2 separate regions of the Mus musculus genome follow, and region 1 is linked to region 2. A link is a contact called in public promoter capture Hi-C data. All regions are on one chromosome and are shown on one strand. Each heading gives the region's core, a stretch centred on a gene start, on an enhancer-like site or on the middle of the called end of the contact. The rest is flanking DNA. Distances are from core to core; before and after follow the strand shown. Region 1 overlaps Ttc7b (tetratricopeptide repeat domain 7B). Region 2 overlaps Ttc7b (tetratricopeptide repeat domain 7B).

Evidence for each region. Capture Hi-C pulls out chosen DNA fragments and counts their contacts.
Region 1: a contact with region 2 is called in a promoter capture Hi-C map of adipose tissue. The contact joins two enhancer-like sites. A contact is called at or near these places in 4 of 484 Hi-C or Micro-C datasets (the G1E-ER4 cell line, embryonic fibroblasts, epidermal suprabasal cells and 1 more), 2 of 115 datasets of contacts at active chromatin or transcription factors (both in embryonic stem cells) and 2 of 9 other capture datasets (adipose tissue and liver).

The regions. Positions count from the first base shown.
Region 1 is chr12:100,463,619-100,470,170 of GRCm38.p6, forward strand. Ttc7b (tetratricopeptide repeat domain 7B) reads right to left here. Exons shown (of 20, transcript NM_001033213.1): 4 at 2,562-2,692. Among named protein-coding and RNA genes, the nearest start is that of Gm36375, 28 kb to the right of the region's middle. Within about 2 kb of position 3,758, at least 12 of the 459 cell types and tissues checked have an H3K27ac peak or open chromatin away from gene starts, as enhancers often do. A contact at or near this core is called in adipose tissue, where this site is marked.
Region 2 is chr12:100,316,612-100,323,095 of GRCm38.p6, forward strand. The region is part of intron 19 of Ttc7b (tetratricopeptide repeat domain 7B); the gene reads right to left. Among named protein-coding and RNA genes, the nearest start is that of Gm51958, 30 kb to the right of the region's middle. Within about 2 kb of position 3,345, at least 32 of the 459 cell types and tissues checked have an H3K27ac peak or open chromatin away from gene starts, as enhancers often do. A contact at or near this core is called in adipose tissue, where this site is marked.

The DNA.
Region 1 (6,552 bases), core at 2,508-5,007, 150 kb after region 2:
TTATTCTGGTTATGGATTTGCCTTTCCTGCACGTAATGCCTCTGCTAAAACCACCATTCACGGACTGACAGAATGCCTTATCTATCGTCATGGTATTCCACACAGTATTGCTTCTGACCAAGGAACTCATTTCACAGCCAGAGAAGTACGACAGTGGGCCCACGATCATGGCATTCACTGGTCTTACCACGTTCCCCATCATCCTGAAGCAGCTGGGCTGATAGAAAGATGGAACGGCCTTTTGAAGATGCAGTTACAGCGCCAATTAGGTGGTAACAGCTTGGAAGGCTGGGGCAGAGTTCTTCAGAAGGCAGTATATGCTTTGAATCAGCGCTCGATATATGGTACAGTTTCACCCATAGCCAGGATTCATGGGTCCAGGAATCAAGGTGTGGAAAACGGAATAGTTCCACTTACTATCACTCCTAGTGACCCTCTAGGAAAATTTTTGCTTCCTGTCCCCATAACTCTAGGTTCTGCTGGCTTAGAAGTTTTGGCTCCAGAGAGGGGAGTGCTCCTACCAGGAGCTACAACAAACATTCCATTGAACTGGAAGCTCAGACTTCCCCCTGGTCATTTTGGGCTTCTAATGCCCTTAAACCAACAGGCTAAAAAAGGAATAACAGTGTTAGGAGGGGTGATAGATCCAGATTACCATGGGGAAATTGGATTACCTCTTCACAATGGTGGTAAGCAAGATTATGTCTGGAGTGTAGGAGATCCCTTAGGGCGTCTCTTAGTACTACCATGTCCTGTGATTAAAGTCAATGGGAAACTACAACAGCCTAATCCAAGCAGGATGACAAAGGACGCAGACCCATCAGGAATGAAGGTATGGGTCAATCCTCCAGGAAAAGAGCCAAGACCTGCTGAGGTGCTGGCTGAAGGTGAAGGAAATACAGAATGGGTAGTAGAGGAAGGTAGTTATAAATACCAATTAAGGCCACGTAACCAGTTGCAGAAACGAGGATTATAAAGTAATATGAATGCCCATTGTAAATTTACTAATGCGTTTGCGATTGTACGAGGGATAGTTATATCATGTTAGGCGTATTTACAACCTTGTTATTGTTTCATGTGAACATGAGATATTATTTGTGTCAAGTTGACAAGGGGTGGATTGTAGTGGCTATTCCTGGTTGTCAACTTGACAATATTTGGAATGAACTACAATCCGGAATTGGAAGGCTCACCAGTGACCCTTATCTGGAGGCTTGGAGATCCTTATCTGGATCTTGGTTTGAAGATCTTGAGCCATAGTGGCTATGGATTCCAGAAGATTGAATCTCCGAGTTAAGGAACACACCTTTAATCTGGGCTATGCCTTTCATCTGGGATTAAAGGTGTGGTGGAACACACCTTTAATCTGGGCTACACCTTTTGCTGGAGACAATATAAGGACATTGGAAGAAGGGAGTCTAGCTCTTGCTCTTGCTCCTTTGCCTGCTTGCTGCGTGAGACTGAGTAACTGCTAGATCCTTGGACTTCCATTCACAGCTGCGACTGAACAATTGTTGGGAATTCGGCTGCCGACTGTAAGTCATCAATAAATTCCTTTACTATTTAGAGATTATCCATAAGTTCTGTGACTCTAGAGAACCCTGACTAATACACCACCCCTGGCCCCACCCCTGACCTCATCCCTGACCCCACCCTGACCTCATCCCTGGCCCCAGCCCTGGCCTCATCCCTGGCCCAGCCCTGGCCCCAGCCCTGACCCCACCCCTGGCCCCACCCCTGACCTCATCCCTGACCCCAGCCCTGGCCCCACCCCTGACCTCATTCCTGGCCCCACCCCTGACCTCATCCCTGGCCCCACCCCTGACCTCATCCCTGGCCTCATCCCTGGCCCCAGCCCTGGCCCAGCCCTGGCCTCATCCCTGACCCTATCCAGCCTCAAGCCAACTCTGCTCCCTCAGTCTCTGCTTCTGTGACATTCTTGTCAGTTGCTACTTTTCCTTACCCTGACACAGACCACTTGACTGCTCGGTCCTCTGCAGACAGTCCCAGGAGACACACAACCTGCTCCAAACACACTAGTTAAAGACCCAGAAGACCTCTGCCACACTATCAAGGTAAAGCAACCCAAAACCCAGGTAAATACCTGCTGGTGTGAAGACCAAGTAACGATGCATGGATTTTTTTTTTTTTTTCCGAGACAGGGTTCCTCTGTGTAGCCCTGGCTGTCCTGGCACTCACTTTGTAGAGCTGGCTGGCCTCGAACTCAGAAATCACCTGCCACTGCCTCCCAAGTGCTGGGATTAAAGGCGTGCACCACCACCGCCCAGCAAGATGCATGAATCTTAACCAGGGAGAAGAGTGGTAAAGGTATGGACAACCCATACTGTTGTATCTGCACACTGACCCAGTTACTTTTATAAATACCATACCTATGACCACTTCCTCCATAACACTCAGGAATGCAAGCAGAGTTTGTGCCAGGGGCAGACAAGTAAGGCAAAGGCTTTCTTTCCAGTGGTCGGCTACAATTCCCACAATCTGATGTGGGCACACGGAGCGGGGTGGTATCAGTTGGAGTGAACATATATGGCCTTACTTACCCTTTCTATCTCCTGGAGGTACAAGAGTGCAATGTCCCCAGCTTTCTCATAGCAGGTGATGACGTCCTGCTCCCGGTCCACATGGAGATTACTGGTAGAGGACGAAACAGGCAGTTTCTCTAAACAAAGTCCTAAGAGCAAAGCAAACACATAGAAACTGAACAAGTTGGTTTTCATAGGACATGATTCTAAGTCTGGATGCACAGGGTCACAGAATGGTCGGCTCTGCAAGAGGCTATCGGAGAAGCAGATCCTCTATCCTGACTTCCTTTTAATTAGACAGGGTCTTGCTATGTAACACTGGCTGGTCTGGATTCCCTGAGTAAACCAAGGATCCACTTGCCCCTCTCTCTGCTTCTCAGTTAAAGGCACAGGGCACCCACACCCTGACTGTCTTCTCTTTTAAAGACAAAATGGAATATCAAAATGAAGCTCCAGAAGGAATATCTAAAGTTGCAGAAGAAAGGGGCCATTCAGTTCACACCACATGCAGTCTGGCTCACCCTGAACTCAGCTTGAACTGGAGAGGGCCTTCACACGAGCTCTTTCAGTCCTGAAGCGTATGGTAGTATGGTGGTCATGTTTAGACATCAGCATGACCAAGCAACGGGATGCTAGGACATCGGGACAAACCTTCTGGGTATGTCTGTAGGGTTTTCTGGATGAGACTTACACTTGGGCTGGTAAACAGAGTAAGCAGGTTCCCTTCCCTACGTGGGCAGGCCTCATCCAATCAGCTGGGAGAAAGGCAAGCATGGTCTTTCCCTGTCTGAACTGAAGTACTGGCTTCTTGCTTGGGGCCTGCTAGCTGTCTGGCTGAAACCTATGCCACTGGATCTTCAGGTGCCCAGGACTCTAGACACGAATGGAAGTATGCCAGCAGCTCCCTTTAGGGTTCTAGCAGTTAACTAAAGGTCTTATCTCCAACTCACCATGTCCCAGGATGGTTCTGATTAATACAAAGACCCTCACTCAACTATGCCCAAAGCTTTTCAACAATTTTTTAAAATAAGCAAGCCTGTCAACTCTAGTTTAGAGTTTATATGTCCCCTAAGGCCTTTAGTTAGAAGCCTGGTCCCCCCTTTACCCCCAGAGGTGCTACAGGGAAGTCATGGAATCTTTTAAGACGTGGCAGTGAGTGGGAAGTCTTTAGGTCACTGGGGCATGCCTTGGAATAAGTTTTCAATTCTCTGAGGGAACATTACTTAGAAACTTGGGAAATCTTATTACATTAGGACCAACACTTAGGCCTACAAGCTTAGGAGTAATTAAACCACGAGGCTGATTCTGGACCGAGAGAAAACCCAGAAACCTGAAGGTATTTTTCTCATAGATGGGGCAAACTCTTTGCTAGGGTAGAGTTCAGGGCTGAGATGTACAAAAGCATGAAAGGCTGAAAAAATAACAACATGAGGACAAGCAGACACTTCTTGACCCCCGTGCTGACCGACCTTCAACCCCCTAGAGAAACCAGACACAGTGGGGGAAGGACTAGCAGGTTTTCACAATAGGATCTCTGTTGCCTCAAGTGCCTTATGACATGGTATGCACCCAGCTCATTTAGAAGTCTGAGTCTGGAATTAGAAGGGACCAAAAAGGTCAATTCTCTTTTACAGCTAAGAAGTGGAGACCTGTCATGATAAAGAAAGTGATTTCCTTCAAATCAGACAGTTAATGGGTCTTTAGTCTCCTGCCTGGCATATACCATTATGCATGACATACATACATGACATACATACATGACATACATACACACACACACACACACACACACACACACACACACACGTTAGTATTCAAAGTGAACTCCACTCCACAGAGGGAAGTGGACACACAAAGTATCAAGAAAAAAAAATCTGAAACCTCACATGCACCCTCTTGAAAAAGGGCATCATCCAAGTTGCTCTCAGCACAGTGCAAATGCCCCTAGGCCACAGATAGTCACAGGAGAGCACCAGGCTGCACAAAGAGAAGAGCCACCTTTATTCATAGGGAGCCAGCAGTCAGCATAGTCCCCTGGGAGTCAGTAGTCACTGCTCTGTCACCACAGTAGCTCTGCCAGAGCTTCTGTTAGGTTTTAGAAGTCTTATTGAAGGGCTGGAAGAATGGCTCACTAATTACGAGCACTGGCTATTCTTCCAGAGGCCCCAGGTTCAACTCCCATCACCCACACAGCAGCTCATAACCATCTGTAACCCCAGTCTTGGGTTATATGATACTGTCTGTGGGCACTGCATGCATGTGGTGCATAGATAGACATGCAGGCAAAATACCCATAGAAATAAAATAGACCTCTGTAGTACTTTATGATAACAGGGCTGGCTTGTGATCCTGTTTTTTCACTAATAAAAGTCTATAGCTGTGTTAAGGCTTACTCTTTAAATTATACATGAATTGTAACAAATGTATGGCATCATGTATCTACCATTGTTATATGATACAATGTACCTACCACCTTAAAAATGTCCAGTGCCCACCTATTCATCTGTTTTCTCCTGGAAACCACTAAGCTTCCAGTCTCCAAGAATTTGTATCCAGAACTCTATACAGTTGGAATCAGGGAGTCCACAGCCAGGCTGCTCTCCAGTAGCAATACATACTGAAGGCCCCTCCATGTCTTTCCATGGTTTACTTCTTTCTCTTGCTATTACCTATCTATTGCTATTACCAATATTGCACTTACCTATCTGGCTACTGAATAGTTTGCTTGATGGCTTAGTTTTGGCTATTGGAGAAGTTATAAGCATAATTGAGTATGATTTTTTTTTGGAGACATAAGTTTTATTTTAATTTAGTAACTACCAAGATATACAACTTCTAGATCACATACACTGAAGTTACAGCCTTGGAAGAAATGACTAAGATCAGGTCTGTGCACCCGCAGGGCTGAGCGAGCTTCCCCTGTTCTTCTTGTGCGCAGCACTGGTGTTAACAGATGGAGTTAGCCAGGCAGGCAGATGTGCAGAGCTCACTCTTGTATTCATCTGCTCAGATTAAGTCCGTTTCCATCCTGCCCTCCCTCAGTTCAGAGCGTCAATCTACTATCATTGTTCACTCCTTCTGGACACTTCATGTAAGCAAGGTGATACATGTGGCTATGGAAGTTGACCTCTCTGCATGCATGCTTCCAGCTCATCCAGGTTATAGCAAACATTGTTTCTCTTTTCATAGCTTTCCTTCCATTGCTCTGATAGGGTGCATTTTCTATCCAATTGCCAGTTATAGACATGTGGGTTGTTATCATGCTGGTTATTATGAACGATGTAGCTATAAATATTCATGGAAAGTTTTCATGTGGAGAAATATTTTTAATATTCTCTAGCAGATACCTACGGTGGAATTGTTAGATCACACAACAAGTTTCTTTTTAACTTTTTAATTGCCAATTTATTGTTCTAAGCTGGCTTCACCTTCTTGCATCTGCCCAGCAATGTGTGTGGGTGCTATCTCCACAGAGCTGCCACTGTTACTGTCTGACTTTTAAAAAGCACTTCCAAAGAGGACAGGAAAGAGCATCTCATTGTGTTGAGTGATTCTTCCGTCACCGCTGACTCCAACCGTTACCCATCTGTTCCTCGGAGTATTTATTATCTGCACGTCTTCCTTAGGCAAGTGTCTCCTAAAATCTTTTACCCACTTTCAGGGTGGCCAATTTTCTTACTCGCTTGAGATACTTTATATATTCTAGATAAAAGTGTGCAGATTTATGCAGTCTATGACTCCTTTCTTCCTCTTCCTCCTCTTGTTTCTTTTTGTTGGTTTGGGGTTTTTTTGTTTGTTTGTTTTACATTTTTTAAATAGCAGGAAAAAAATGAAATCCAGTGTTTTCCTTAAATGGGCTGAGCTGTGCTAACAAAGCTTTACCATGCATGCTCTCTAGACTTGGGAAACCAGACTGTGATTCACACTGCCACCATTTTCACATATGCTGCAAGGTGCAGCCTGAACTGAATTCTTTGCAAACAGACCTCCAGCTTCCTAATTCCACACA
Region 2 (6,484 bases), core at 2,095-4,594:
GTTCTTCCTGGAGCAGGTGCCTGATGCCAGGCTAGCACTCTCCAGTCCGTGCACCAAGCCTTACTGGGCTTCCCTGCTCAGCACTTCTCATCTTGAACTGTCCTTAAGGATTCTGTTACCAGGTTACCAGCCCAGAGCATGGTCTCTCTACAGAGCAAATATAATCACATTGGCTTGGCTGTTTAGATTTTATCTTGTACAATTTCAAACCTTCAGAAAAGCAAAAAGGCTAATATAACAAACTAATAGCCAAAGTTAACAGCTGCTAAACCTTTTCCTTATAAAGAAAATTGTGGTGTGTGCGTGTGTGTGTACACATGCACATGCGTGCACCATGCTATGCTTGCATAAGTCAGAGGGCAGCTTTTGGCGTCGGTTCTCTCATGGGTCCTGAGAATTGAACTCAGGTTGTCAGGCTTGGTGGCAATCACCTATTGATTCACCGCACTGGTACTGCTAACTTTCTTCTGTATTAGCTTAATTAATCTATTTTGGGGGAAGGGTGATTATTTATTATAAGTGACAGGCATTTTTATCTCTAAACCCCCTTTAAAATTAAGGATGTTTTTTTATAACCACTTGAGCATCTCAGACTCACACTGTATATAGTACCCTCAGAAGTGATGTAGTCAGGACTTCTGGTACAGTCATCACCGGCATCCGCCTTGTTCTTTCCTAGTTGGTTTCTGCTAAAATGAAGAAGCTGTGATGATCTCTAACTCTGCAGTTCACCTAACTCACTGGTGAGGTGAGGTCTGAAGGCACACACCTGCTACGTGTCCATTTTGGACTTCTATTTGTTATTCAAAGAGACCTTCCCACGGGAGATGGCTTCCCAAAAGCTTTGGGCCTAAAAGTTTTACCATTCTTCTGCAAGTCCAGAAATCAAGTGGAGCTGACATGGCCCAAAAGGAGCCCACAGCACTCAGCAGGGAGTTCAGAACATGGTGGCAGTCATACGCTTAATCCATGTTCAAAGGTAGGTAGCAGGCTAGGGAGGGAGGCAGAGTGAAAGAAACTCAGGATTAAGATGCAGGGGCCAGGAATTTGTAACAGGAGTTGGAAACATTATAGGGAAACACAGACCAACCCAGGCAAAAAATCTCCATGTCTTTCCCAAGCCAAGAAGTTTCCTGTGTGCGGCAGGAAGGCAGAAGAGCCTAGTTGGTATGCTGTATTGGAACAAGAGGACAGCATTTCTAAGGATAACGGCATGGGTAGGATATATCAGATTTGGAAACATTTAGGTACTGAGACTGAATTGGCTGCCAGTCACCTAAGACTTCAGAGCAAAATCAGAAGTAAGCAGAGCTCTGGTATTTCCCTCCAGCTGAGGTGAAGAAAGACTTAATGCTACAGGGCACCACACAGTTTGCACTTGAGAGCCTGTTCTGCCCTAGGTTGCTTTTTGGGTCTGTGACTACGGTCTCTAGGGAGAGCCAGGTCACCTGATGCCAATTCTTCCTGGCCAGTGTAGGGACAAGTGTTGCTGGGTTGGAGGGCTCCCAAACAAAAAGAAACTGCCTCTGGAGGAAGTCCCTGCCCCGAGGGATGCTTCAACTATAGGGTTAGGGTAGGGACAGCTGGGCTATGCTGGACAGGAGCCAAGTGATCACAAGCAGGTTCTCTATGCCCAGGGGGCGTCCCTTTTGCTTAAAGGAGGACACAGATGCCCAACACCCCAAAACAGTTATAAACTAAACATAAGTAATTAAAAAAAAAGAATTTAAGAATCTCGGAGCTACAACTGATATCACTTACAACACTTGCTGCTCTGTCCCTGCACCAATCATGCCCTTGGATACTCACTGCATCTTGCACTGGCTGTTTCTAGAGTTGCCACATGCTCCAAACCAGACCGTGAAGCCCCCATCAGGGGAGCCCATTCACAGAGCAACCCCAGGGCCCCCGAGGCCCTGGACAGGAGCCATGGATGTTTTCCTCAAGAGGACGTGTTCTATTCACAGCTCATAGAAATCACAGAGGAAATCTACACCTAGCAATGACAGTGATGCTGACAGTTCATCCTATATCGAACCTATACAGTGACACACGTGGGTCCTACACCTACTCCGTCTACCGTGAGAAAGTGGAAGTTTACAAGTGATGGACCCTTCAGTTGCTCAGCATTTGCATACCACACTCCAGGTCCTAGGTTCAATCCTAAAAACATTTAGTCAAAAAAAAAAAAAAAAATCCAACCCAACCCAACCCCAAATGGAACTGAACCAAAGCAAACCAAACAAAACCCTCAAGTAACAAAGCAACAAAGAAGGCAACAGACCTGGGGCCTGGCCGCTGTTCTAACGCACCGCCACTGAGGCTCCGACTCCTCATGCTGACAACTGCTCAGGCTTGCCCTGATTTGCGCTAACTTACAGCTTGACCAGGGCAGATCACCTAGAGCCGCTTTCCTCTCCAGTATCAAGAAATTCTCTATTTCACTAAATAGTGTAACAACGGGTCTGACATACAACCTTTCAAATTAGACTGTAGTGAAAAAGTGAGATGTAGGTAGGGCTAAGTACTAGCTGAAAGGCCTTAAATTGTCAATGAGGCTAAAGTGTTACATGGGCCACTAGAAAGAGTGGAGGTAGAACACACTGCAGCGGTGACCCATCAGCTAGAAGGGCGTGTTCCCCTCTCTGGACCAGGCACTTAAGCCCAGCCATGTTGAGTAGAGAGAGTAGGCAGAGACAACTGCAGGCTTATTAGGGACTCAGCAAGTACACAGACAGACAGACGGCTGGGGAGGCATCTAAACAGCTCGCAGGCCTTCGGAGAAGTTGCTCTCTCTAGTTTTCAAAGCAGTTTTCTAGTTCTAAAGAACACAGAAGACAATTACAAGATGAAAGAGACTTCGTAGCAGACTGCGGGGCGGGTTTTGCTGTGTCAGTCATTCTTTCTGTGCATGGGAAGAAAGCTGACACTGGATGAAAGAGACTGGCTTCTGAAAGGAGGAAGGCCTTCGAGTTCTATTCCAGGAGTTCCTGTGCCTTAGCAGAGGCTTCTCCCAAGAGAAGCGGGAGGTCAGAAGGTAATCTTGGACTGTTAGTGTCACAGGACCCTCATCATGCTGATGGTCAGTCAGACCAATGCAGGGGCAGAGGCTGGCAGGCCCTACAGCCCTAGTCTCTCTCTGCCCAACAGGAATACGCTAGGAGACAGGAGACAGACTTCTGATGATAAATCATAAGACACCATAACTCCCTCTATCTCAGGGGACAGACAGACACCTCCAAGGACTGGAGACAAAAAAAACCCACCAAGTTTCATGAAGCCAATGTCAGCTTCCTTATTAAGAGAGGCTTCCCTCTTTCCCTGCTTCACAGCCACCACGCCCTACAGGAGGAAGTTTTGACACAGTAAACAGGCTTGAGAGCTTGAAGACAGTTTAAAGTCAGTGCTCACATCAGGTCTCCACTTGAAACTTCAGAATAGAGGCCATTATGGCAGAACAGTGTGTGTGGACAGCTTTGTTTTGATGAGACGCCTTAAGAGCTGTTCGAAGAACTGAAAATGGAGGCATAGTGCAGGTGCCAGGTGCCAGCAAACCTCGTGTTGTAAAGCCTGCCATCCACATAGGGCAGCAAGGGGCATTCCTAGCACCGTAGGCTCTTCCTGCCATTAATGCTCTCCCTCTTGAGTTTATGCACCTGTGGCCATCCCAGAGCCTATGCTTCAGAAAACACGAGACCCAGGAAAGCCCTCTCACACAGCCTGTGTACCCCTCCTCCCCAAGAGAGCCCTGGACTGTGCTCTGCACTGAGCAGTGACCTCCTGCAAGCAGCTGCAGGTGGCAGGCTCCCTCCCATTCATCACCCCTCACAGACTGCTACCTTATCTTCCTCCAGGGAACTCTGATGTCTTGCACCTTCCTAATCTCACTGCCCTCTCTGAGCTATCACTGAATGACAATGGCTCCCATCCTTTTCCTGTCCCTGGCATGTCTTGGAGCGTCAACGTTCATGGGTAGATCTCTTTATGCTTTTGGTTTGCTGTCCTCAGCTGGTCTCTGCCTTGTCTAGCCTTGTCTTGGAGAACTGCTCATTCCTCTGGGGCATACACTGATTCTCTCTGCTTGCTTTTTGTGCTAGAGGTGAATGGTGGGAGCAGTGTTGATTAAGCTATTCTAGGGCAGAGACCCCAAAAGTAGACAGTTCCAGCTGTCCTGGTCAGAAGCTGGAAGTGGTCTTATTTCTTTCTGTCTTGGCCAGAGGGGACTTGGGTTCCTGATCAGGTTTTTGGCCATCTTTCTTTCCTTTCACACGACCTAAATGAGCACCCTTGCCTGGAAACTATAAGTGAAGATGTGGCTGAAACTGAGAGGCAGCGGACTTCTTACCGGTGGACCCATGCCTCAGTCCAGTTTCTTTCAAAAGACCCTTAGACTAAGCATCTCTATGGCACCCCATTTTCTAGGACTCATTCCTGCTGTATGGAAGCTCTGCCTCTTTCTCTTACATTCCCAACTACAATCTTATGAAATTCCTTGTCAAGCTCACTCTCCTGTTTTCTGTGAATGTCACTGAGTTCTGGAGACAAGGACCCGGAAGCCACTGGTCCCAAGTTGTTCTGGTGGCTGTTGGTTAGTCTAGGACTCTAGCACTGTTATGCTCATCTGGGATGGGAGAGAAAGGTTTCATGTTTCATAAACCCCACATTTCCTGCATCAGTGTTAGCTGGCCCCTGCTCTGGTTCACTGTGCACTGCACCCCCCCCCCCCAGCCTCCGATCCTCTACTATGCTCTGAGCATCTTTGCCCCCATGTTGTCCACTCAACAGACCTTGAATGAGCCCCATGTCTGCTCCTGTTTCCTACCATTTTCTCACCCTGTCAAGCACTGCGGAAGCAGGTCCAAGCCTCCTGGTGACCCTCACGTCCCTGCTTGTTGCCCAGCAACACCTTCCCTTCTGGTCTTACTGACTCCTCTCCTCAAAGGCTTCCTGACTCCCTTCCACCTTTGCTTCAGAAAGCCCCTATTCCTTTCTTACCTGTCCACCTTACACATTGCTCTCAAAGGCCCAGGCTGATGTGATCAGAGGGCAGCCAGACATCCCTGTTTGTAGAACTTGTTCCTGTCCTGGTAACTGTGTCCTTGGCTGTACCGTCTCCATGCCTGTCCTTGGCCTGCACAGTCTGGCTCCAGCAGACAATCTTCTCCCCGAGGCCACCCCTAGCCACCACTGTGTACCTTCCTCTCCTTTCCCTCCACTCAAAATACAGAATGGCCGCTTTGGGAAAAGCCTGCCCATGTTTCATTAATGCATTGCAGGCACGGTGAGTTAGACTTTTAACATAGCAAATAAATGCAAATTTATACATTTATGCAAACTAACATTAGAAAATATTCCTTCGGGTTTTCTTGGTAAAAGTCTGATCACTCTGAGAATACCTCCACAGCTTTCAATTCCTTGTCTCATAAACTTATTGCTTGCTTAATAACTGTCCACACTCAGCCCCTGACCCCTGGTCTGGGCTAACTAATTACTACTGGGCAACACCTTTGTTTTTTCTACCTTTTTACCATATGTGATGGCTGTAACTGTTAGAGATTATCTATTTCCCTTGAGTTTCATTTCCATTTATCTCTCCAGTCTGACTTTCCACTCACATTCATCAATGCTATCTGCCTCACCTTTGCTTTTTAACAATGCAAACACATTTGCATTCTGCATAATGCAGCAAGTGCTGCTTACACCTCTAGAAGGTAGGGAGGCTCTATTCTTAGTGTCAGCCCAGGCCCCTGCATGTGTCCTGCAGCTCACTGTGCCCTCTGTCAGCTGCCAGTGTCCACCTGTGATAGACAACATGGCTTTCTGCCTGCCAGACAACTCCTGGCAACTTCTCTGTTCCATTCTGAGCACTGGGGCTGCCGTGGACAAATTTTCTGTCCTCAGGTTTTCTGTGCCCCATGGTGTACCTCACGTGCCTCCTTATCCTGGGACCTTCTTGGTTTTATGGTAGTTCTGCTCCATGTTCTTCCAACTGGTACTCCTGACCTTTATGGGCCCTGGTGTGGCACAGTGTGCTGTGGCCTAGCCTCCCGAGGTGGCTCTCGCTCTCTTGTAGGTACTGGGAAACTCAGTGCTCATCACTGTTTGCCTCTTGCTGCCCCCATAGGCCTGGCTGCCCCTCTCCTCTTTTCTTTTCTTTTCTTTTCTTTTCTTTTCTTTTCTTTTCTTTTCTTTTCTTTTCTTTTCTTTTCTTTTCTTTTTTTTCAAGACAGGGTTTCTCTGTGTAGCCCTGGCTGTCCTGGAACTCACTCTGTAGACCAGGCTGGCCTTGAATCAGAAATCTGTCTCTGCCTCCCAAGTGCTGGGATTAAAGACATGCGCCACCACTGCCCGGCTGTTCTCTGTTTTCAAGGAGTTCAGAGACTCATAGACTAGCCTGGTTCCTGTGAGATGTGTAAGACTCCTGTGAGCCATCGTGTAATTAGCCTCCAAGAGCAGCTGGTGCTAACATTCTCAGTTGTATAGC